Regions from separate parts of the Zea mays genome. Here region 2 is linked to region 1. Evidence: chromatin contacts called from public Hi-C data. All regions are on one chromosome and are shown on one strand. Each heading gives the region's core, a stretch centred on a gene start, on an enhancer-like site or on the middle of the called end of the contact. The rest is flanking DNA. Distances are from core to core; before and after follow the strand shown.

Region 1 (4,877 bases), core at 1,065-3,564:
CTTAATGACTAAGGTCTCTGCAGTCTGCAAACACTTAGCCTACATGTTGAAGTGGATTCGGTGCATGTTATCTCAACTAATGATATAGACGTACAAAAAAGCTCCCATGACCAAGCACCATACCTGGAGACCATACCCACGACACGTTCTGCCAGCAGCATAGCAAAAAATAACAACAATAGAAAAAAATAACAGAATCATTAGACAAAACATAGCAAAAAAACAAACAAACAAAACATAGCCAACAAAAACAAATGCATCATACCTGGAGACCTGGAGACACGTACAAAAAAAAGCTCCCATGACCAAGCACCATACCTGGAGACCATACCCACGACACGTTCTGCCAGCAGCATAGCAAAAAAATAACAACAGCAGAAAAAAGAACAGAATCATTAGACAAAACATAGCAAAAAAACAAGCATAGCCAAAAAACAAACAAAACAGCAACGACAAACAAAAAAAAGAAACATTACATGTCCCCCTTGCAGTAACCAAAAACAAATGCATCATAGAACATAATGAGAGGTTCATAAAACAATATATTTCGACTTTGTATAAACAAGAGCCAACGAGACAAGGATTAGGACTTCTTAATGACGAAGGTCTCTCCCGTCTGCAAACACTTAGCCTACATGTTGAAGTGGATTCAGTGCATTTAATCTCAACCAATGATAGACACGTACAAAAAAAGCTCCCATGACCAAGCACCATACCCACGACACGTTCTACCAGCAGCATGGCAAAAAAAAATAACAACAACAGAAAAAAAAACAGAATCATTAGACAAAACATAGCAAAAAAACAAACAAAACATAGCCAACAAAAAACAAACAAAACAACAACGACAGACAAAAAAGAAACATTAGACAAAACATAGCCAACAAAAAACAAAAATCCAAAAAACTGCATAGCAAAAAAACAACATCGGGCACTAAAAATAAACATTAGACAAACATAGCAAAAAACAAAAAATAAATAAAAAATATAAACAACAACAGCCTTGGATACAAAAACACTGATACAAAAAAATCATGCAAATAAAAAAACATCATATATTGCATGTGGGAAAAAATGAGTTGAAAAAAATTACCCCAACTTTGGGATAAAAGAAATGTTTCTTTGACATCCTTGGATGAACATCTTCAAAATGTTTTTGGCAGAACCCAGCAATAAAAAAGTTGTCGCAATGTCCATTGGGTTCTATTGACAGTCCAAAATATTCCCAATTTATAGTGGTGGTTTTTGAAAACCGAACTGCAACAAAACTACACAAAAATGGGTTTATTATAAAGCTTGAAGTATATGAAGAGAAAATATACTAAATAATCAAGCATTGGAATAAGAATACAAGATACACTTACTCTTTCCATTGGCTACGCCCCATGCCACAAAGGATATAATAATATCGCAATTGTACAACAGAACATGGTAAAGGGACACTAGGATGTTGGGCTTGTAACCGATTTTCACCAATATACTGAATATCACTTTTGACTAAATTTGCCACTTCTAGTTGATATCCCAACAAATTTCCCCTAGCTTCTGGATCATTGAATATATTCCTATCATTGTACATTTGGTCAACTATAGCTGTTGATTTAGATCTTCTACTGCCATATAAACTAGCACCAACCATTTCACCAGCAACATTGTGAACCTGGATAAAAAATGGGAGAACATAACATGGGTTTTAGGATATAAAATTAAAAAATTAAAAGAATGGAGATAACAACAAACACAAAAACAGACCACATGGGGGAGTGTAGCAAGAAAAATAAAATATCACCTCCTGAACCGCTCTCACATGATCGTCAATAACAATAACATCTTGATTTTTGCCACTTATCCCTTCGAACTTCCTAGGCCTTTCTGTTGAGTTCAGTGTTGAAAGATTACATGTTAATGTTGGCTCAAAGAATGTGTCATTCACTGGAGGAACTGCCCCAGCAACATGAGACTGACATAGAGGACAAAAAGGAAATACATATAAGTAAAAAATAGGAACTCTGCTAACCAAAAAGAACAGTGAAAAAAGGCATATAGCAGACCTTTTGAGCATGAGAAACTAGCACAGAAACAACCTTATCTGGTACATCAGTGTTGGCTACTGCTGCTGTTGCACTTTCAGGACACAACTCAATAAGGCTTCTAGAGGAATTTGCATGTGACTTAATTAAAGGTTGTAATACAACATTGGGAGGAGTAGGATGAACACCATGGGTGCATGTAGGCAAAATAGAATGACCTAACCCGATTGGAATGACATCTGACCCATGTGGACATATAGCACTAGCAGGTGCAGTATTTTTTTGTGGTCACTTTCATCATCTGAAATGTGGAGGTCAAAAAGACCCACAGGTGAGAAGAGGCTTGTACGTGGAAAGCGACCCAACTTGTCAGTTTTGGAGAAATGGAATCGCTTGTTGAGTGGATGAACACGCTCTACAATAAAAATTTAAGGAAAAATATACATACATCAGATTAGGATAGATTTTACATGACAACCAAAAATAGTGCAATAATAACCCACCAATATAAGATACTAAACATGAAACCACAAACAAAAAAAGGCAAATAAAAAAGGGATAAACATACAAAAAGACTAGGATGAATACTACAAGACAACGATACCAAAAACTATGCATAAAAATTCGCCTACAATCTCTAAAATAGCAAATTTCTACATCCCACACATATAAATTGTCATCCTGCACATAAAATGCATTTGTTTGTGGCCAGCAGCTAGCAGGCTATGAGCAAAAACAAAGGTTCATGTGGTAGGGCAGTGACTGCTGGAAATTAAATATAGTTTCATGTTCAACATATTAAAAGCACAAAAAACATCTAGATGGATTTTAAAAATGCTATGAACACACACAATAAAAAAAATCAGCATATAATATAGAGTCTAGATGCATTAAACAATAAAGTGCATGGAACCAAAAAAGACAAATGGAGATTAAAACGCTAACCCGCTGGGGGCTTCACAGAAGTTGCAGTATTTGCATCCGACCTATAAACGACTGGTGTGTTGATGTGTTCAGATGTATGGGCACTGTTACCAGAGGATTGCTAGTACCCACACCAAGACCTTTTCCCATCAGATGACTCAACAAAGTCTGCAACAACGACTTTCTCATCCGACTTAACAATAGCTGGTTGTACATTGATATCAGTATGGGTGTATTTCTCATCTGCTTAACAGCCATAGTTTTCACTAGAGGGTTCATGGAATTCAAAATCTCCTGATGCTTGATAGACATTGCTTCAACCATAATTTTCACAGAATCGACTATAGCTTCAATACACATTGTCTTGCAAACCGAACAACAACCCTTGAACTTGTCGCACATAACTTGGCAAATACTGTCAATACGTTGGACATCCACTAATTGGCCAAAATCAACTAATACCTTTTCCTTCAAAAAATTGAAATCGTCCTGAAACTGTTTCTCTGCTTCAATTAGCACCTTCTCTCTGTAGGCAGCTCTCTATATAAAAAAATAAAAAAATGAATAACAAATATAGAAAAAAATTTGAGGCAACAACCAAATGAAAAAACTGAAGATAAAAATATACAATGGCGAACTAATACAGAAAAAAGATGATCAAGAACAAACAACCTGAGCCTTACAAAGGAGTAGAAGAAATGGGTAGGGGGGAGAGCTCGCCGGCAAACAGCAGCATCGTCGTGGGAAGCTCCGTTCGACACTCTATCTCACGCCTTCCATAAGGGGATGGGGAAAGTGAAGAGGTGCGATACCTAGAAAAATCAAAACAGTAAACTCCTACTATGCCAATATGGCCCACTGGTCAACAGCAAAAACTGTGGATGTATCACATAATTATAAATGACTACTTTAACTCAACAACTCAGCACCGCTCGACTCTAGCCACGATGTGAAACAACAAATTCAGCCCCTCAGATCCTCACAGAACCGACCACGCATCCTATACTCCGGCAAGGTCCAAATGCCAGCCTCAACTAACCAGTTGCCAGTGACAGGGAGACAAAAGACTTGAAACAAAGGAAGAGCTCCCTCACCAGATCGACCGTGTCAACACGAGCTGGAGCACCATCGCTACAGGTTGGAACTGAAAACGTCATTGAACTATCCCCGCCACCACACATCGCGTTGGGAGTTCGACCTCCTTCGACACAGCTTGTTGCCCACGGACAGCAACCACAGATCCTGTCACAGGCACCTCCCCCTCCAGCACAACTCGCTATCAACCGGCCGCCAACGATATGGGAGCAGGAAAATCACCGCGAAAATCACGCTCCGCCCTCAATCTCTCAGCTTCTGGAAGGGCTGAGGAAAGTGAACAGGAGCGACGCTTGAGTACCAAAAAAATCAAACAGTGAGCTCCACTCCCACCGTCACAATATGGACCATCTGTCAGGGACAATAGACAGAGAAATATATCCAACAGACGAGAAAAGAGCACCTGACAGATCCAACGGTGCACAAATCGCGTGTAAGTAACAAGAGAAACACACGCGTGTCTGTTAGCTTTTTCCTTATTTTAAACAACTTTGCAGCTACAACCCAAGTCCAAGTGATTTTTCTCTCTCCTTATTTTCACATGCATCATGTATTAGCTATATATCTATATATTTATATCTAATATTAAAGAGCGAATCAACCATTTTTATCTTTAAACGTTCACTGGCGAACTTTGCGCCTGATATATGTAACTTGGATTTGTGATCGGTCCTAGCTCATACAAGTTAGAACGTCTAATGATGGTATAAAATTTTGGTCTCGCCTTGTTTGCGTTCCGTTACCGGATATGTTTGCTATAGTGTGTGTAGTTCGCTGAGAGGAGACAGAAGCGCGCGAAATGAATGGAGAACGGGTCAATAATGTTGA
Region 2 (4,877 bases), core at 1,593-4,092, 860 kb after region 1:
TTTCCAATTTCTGGTGGTATTGCCCCAAAAATATTGTTCTCTGACCAGTTTATCTCAGCAATTTTTACACACCTGCTGAAACTTGATGGTATGTTACCACTCAAGGAATTGTGGCTCAGATCCATATAACTTAGATTTGCACAGTTTATAAATTGCGGAATAGACCCAACAAGGTTATTGTTTTCGACAATGACTCGCTCCAGACTTGGGCAGTCCAGAACACTGGATGGGATGCTACCGTTGAGATGATTAAACCCCAAGTCCAAAATTCTCAATGCTTTTCCTGAACAAATGTTTGGTGGGATACCACCAACAAAACTGTTATTTGTGAAATCTATCTGGACCAAGGGGCTATTAACACCCAGCTCCTGTGGTATGACTCCAGTGAAGAAATTATCAAACAGTGTGATGTTCTTTAGGGACTTCAGCTCAGCTAACACTGAAGGTAGCCTCCCTGTGAATTTGTTGCTATAAAGAAGGACACTCTCGAGGGTTTGGATACTCCAAATACTCTCAGGGAAGTCTCCCATGAGGTGATTCTCGAAAAGAAAGAGCTTTGACAAATACCTTAAATTTGCAAATTCTTCAGGAACAGTGCCCTCCAGCTGATTTGCATCTAGCTCTAGCCACTGCAGCAACCGACAGTTACCAATCTCAGGTGGGATCAGCCCAGTCAGGGAGTTCTGTGAAAGTAAAAGATACGTGAGGTTGCTGAATAAGCCTATAAAATTTGGAATTTTGCCAGACAGACTATTATTGACAAATCCAAGTTGTTGCAAGCTCCTGCAATTCCCTAGCCATGACGGAATTTCACCCTTTATATTATTGAATGACAAGATGAATATTTCCAGCTTGCAGTTCTCAAAACTGAAAGAGATCTCGCCCGTGAAACTATTGGCAGTGGCATCAAAAACCTTGAGGCCTTCGATCTTACTCAAGGTTTCTGGAATACTGCCACTCAGTTGATTATGGAGTAGATACAGCTCCTCCAACTTGGTGCAGTTGCCAATTGAACTGGGCAAAACTCCGGACAACATATTTTCGTGCAACCACAATGACTTAAGGCTTGTCATTTCACCAACCGAGAAGGGTATCCAACCACTGAGCTGATTTCCATGTAGGTACACTTGCTCCAGAAACTGGTTCTTGAACAACTCCTCTGGTATTGTTCCATGGAAAGAGTTGTAGTACAGCGACAGTGATGACAATTTCTTGAGGCTGCCCATTGATGCCGGTATATTGCCAGAAAGCAAGTTTTGGGACAGATCCAATTGTTCAAGCATACTGCAGTTGCCCAATTCTAGAGGGATCAAACCAGATATGTTGTTAGCAGATAAAATGAGAACCTGCAGGTATTTCAGACGCCCTATTTCAGGTCCTATAAAACCTGAGACCTCTGATGACGATAGGTCGAGAGAAATCACTCTGTTCCTTCCATTGCAGCCAACACCGTTCCATGTACAAGGAGTTGCATCAGAAGCACTCCAGTTGGTCCTTATGAAACTTGGTAGTATTAGGGTTTTGGACAGAGCAAGAAGAGCTAGGCCATCTGAACTCATACCCTGTGATGTTGAAAGCAACACGAAGAATAGAAAAATCCAATGCCAGAAAACCAGCTTCATCTTGTTCCTAGAAATTTTGCATAGAAGTCAGCAACAAATATTTTTTTTGTCACCAATGTACAAGTAGTTCAACGCACAATCAAAATAGGGATTGCATGTGTCGTAGCAAAGGCACAGGGTACCAAAGATACGAGGATATCACTGTAGAGTAGAGTATGCCTACTAAGTCGACTAGTCGTGATACCGGTAGAAGTTAAATTCCACCTACCGGTTCTTCACTAATAAGGCATGTCTTTCGGCTGACAACACGTATGAGCAGTCGTCATCAACCAAAATTGCAACGTCCTAGAAGAATTTGGTGAAACTACAAGATACTGATTTTCCCCAATAAAACTTGGTAGAGAAATCCTTTTGTAACATTAACAATGTTGAAGGAAGCCCCGCCTACTGCTAGAAATCCTTTTGTAACACATGCACACCATGTTTTTTTCCTGAAAGGTGTCAGAGATTGAGTTTATGATGAGCTTGAGAAGATACGACAAGGCCGATCTTCTGTTCAACATAAGCCATTCTAATCGACGAGATGGGATCCGAACCACCACATGGGCTGATGAGAACCTCGATTTTTTTTATTTAAAAAAAACGGGCACCTCGATTGCAATTGCTCCTCCTCCGAAGCCGAATGAGTCCTACCTAACAAGCGAAGACCTAAGAAGCTTCCTAGGCACCGCAGAAACATTCCTGGGCGGAATCGGCACCCAGGAAAGCTCATTTCAGTGGGCTACAACTCAAACAGCCATCGGTTCTGCTTCGTTGCTGAAGCACACTCTCCAAATTTGAGAGCCCGCGCTGCAGATGCGGGCAAAGAAAATGCGAGGGCAACAGACCAGACGGCAGGAACGGAACGAACGGTAGCGGCGGACGGCGGTTGCTCGGGGTCAAACAACAAGCAACACACAACAGGAAGTAGTACAGGCGGAAACTGCTCGACCCGGAGCACACTGCACACAGGGGGAAGGAAGCGAATGAGCGGCGCTTACCAGAGAGGCGGAGGCGGCAACTCGGAGCCCGCGGGCGAGAGGATCCTGGGAGGCACTGCTCTAGTTTCCACTAGCACCAGAAGGAAGCATCCATGGGGGACGAGAGGAAAGAGCACCGGCAGCGCGGTGGACAGTTGGCGAAGGAGGCACGAACGAGAAGCCGTTTCAGACAGGCGCGCCGCCTGCCTTTTTGGAGCGCGTCCAGCGGTTGGGCACCCGTTCACACGGTATACCGGGGGCCGCGGGCGAGGGTGCAGTCGACAGACGCCACGTATGTCCCCGGTTGGTTGCTGCCTGTGTGTGGCCTCCGGTCCGGGCCGTGAGCCCGTGAGTGAGTTTTTGAATTTCGCTTCAGGCTGGCGGCAACTTTTCTAATCGTGATTTAGGTGGGTGGGTGCCAAATAAATTCACCACTCGGCATTTTCACTAAAAAAAATAACCAAAGGTTCTAGCGACGGATGTTTTCTAATCGTTTATCACGTGGACGTGCTAGTTATTTATTCTGTCCGGTTTTCAATTAATTGTCGTTTAGAACGAAGACACGGTCTTTAAAATATAACTTTAACTAATGTTTTTTTTTAAAATACAAATAAACTTTTAATATATTTATACTTTTATAAAAAAATATTTGTTATTACAAATTAGTACATATAAATATTAGGTTTCAAAATTAAATAATAAAATAGTTGTTTGTAGTCAAATTTTATAAGTTTGACTTGTCCAAAACGACAAACACCAGATGAAGTAGTCAGCAGCCACGTTGTTAGCCTTTCCTCATCACTAGCATTCTTAACGACAGGGGTTTCCGTGCAGGTCAGGTCAGTTCGTCTTTTATTGTACTCACCCGGTCCACAAAATAATAAAATCATGGCATTTGTGTCGCTTAAAATGGTTCAAGCGTAACCAAATTTATAATAAATAGTATTCACGTTTTAATCCCAACCTATTTCTTATGAAACATATTTTATAGTTAATCTAATGATATTTATTTTGTATTGTAGATATTAGTATTTTTTATATAACGTCGCTGAAACTTTAGTGGGTGTTTGGTTTAAAGAATCACTACATCCAAATTTAGGTGGTGCATCATGGGTTCAATCCTCAAATTTGATGGGATGACACCATTTCTCATATTAGTAATAACTAACTAACTATGAGAAATGAGTTGGTGATGATCAACTCATTTCATTTCACAAAAGAAACAAAAATAATAAGTAGTAAGAAGATAATGGATTAGATCATTTCCTCAAACCAAACACTCTATTAAAATATCTGGTTCCTTTAGATGCGAGAACTATATTCTTTTCTAGATAGACAACACTGCTTATTTAGATGCAGCAAAGCTTACTATCTCGACGCATATCCCTTACTCGACATCGACTAATAATATACGCAGCCTATGAGCAGAATCAGAGAAAACGATACAAATATTATTGTATGGAACAAGTGATGGCTGATAGTATCTGTTTTGATCTTCTCTTTAATTAGCAAAAAATCAAGAACAAAATATAGTAATATTTAATGATCTGATCGAATAAACCGTTCTATCAAATCTCTATTTTTACAAACAAGTGCCAACCGACCTAACGCACTAGCGACACGAGAGGTTGTTGGTAGTATCATACCCTAGTACATCAGTACAGTATGGGATAGTCGCTGCTTTCTATCACAACTCATATCATTGCTATCCTGACGTCTCCTCGTTTTCAGTTTATCTTTTCCTCCGCTTGTAAACTAGTCTATATTATACTTAAAGCACCATATTTAACGGTTGTCTCGTGTCATCTTTTTACAAATAACCACTGACATCTATTTCAAATTAATCCTTTGCACGTCTATAGATGGCTAAACGGCGGCGTAGCATGGGCCAGACGTCCGCGGGCCACAACTCTGGCCCAGGTACATCATACCGGCCTCCTGATTGTGTCGGGCCAGCTCGTTAGACCGTCGACCCATTTGATTAAATCTCTGATGGAAAGTATGAGAGACACTGGATGAAGCTGCCTAGCCAGTAGAACATAATGTTGAGATGTTTTTTAATATTGAATATAAATTGTATATATGTATATACGTTTTTTTGTAAAATAAAAAAATATATCGTGTCGGTCCGAGCCAGCACTACGGGTCGAGGCTACAACCCAAGCACGTCACGGCGTTCTTGGCTCTTGCAAGCATTAGGTCGTTTCGGAGACCACATTGGCGCAATGGACTGCATGGTGTTTGAGGTTACTGAATTGGATGAAGCAACAATGATTTATCACACTAACAGTAAAAT

What was found. A called contact is a pair of places that touch in the nucleus more often than the background predicts.
Region 2: a contact with region 1 is called in a Hi-C map of tassel, with 2.3 times the contacts expected there. The contact joins the promoter of LOC100381406 here to the promoter of LOC103653317 in region 1. A contact is called at or near these places in 2 of 25 Hi-C or Micro-C datasets (ear and tassel).

What each region holds. Positions count from the first base shown.
Region 1 is chr4:63,545,951-63,550,827 of Zm-B73-REFERENCE-NAM-5.0, forward strand. LOC103653317 reads right to left here and starts at 2,315. Exons shown (of 10, transcript XM_008680251.3): 1 at 2,052-2,315; 2 at 1,790-1,960; 3 at 1,365-1,660; 4 at 1,094-1,268; 5 at 266-343; 6 at 124-148. The coding sequence starts at 1,639.
Region 2 is chr4:64,407,817-64,412,693 of Zm-B73-REFERENCE-NAM-5.0, forward strand. LOC100381406 (putative leucine-rich repeat receptor-like protein kinase family protein) reads right to left here and starts at 2,843. Exons shown (of 3, transcript NM_001320806.1): 1 at 2,603-2,843; 2 at 1-1,629. The coding sequence starts at 1,622.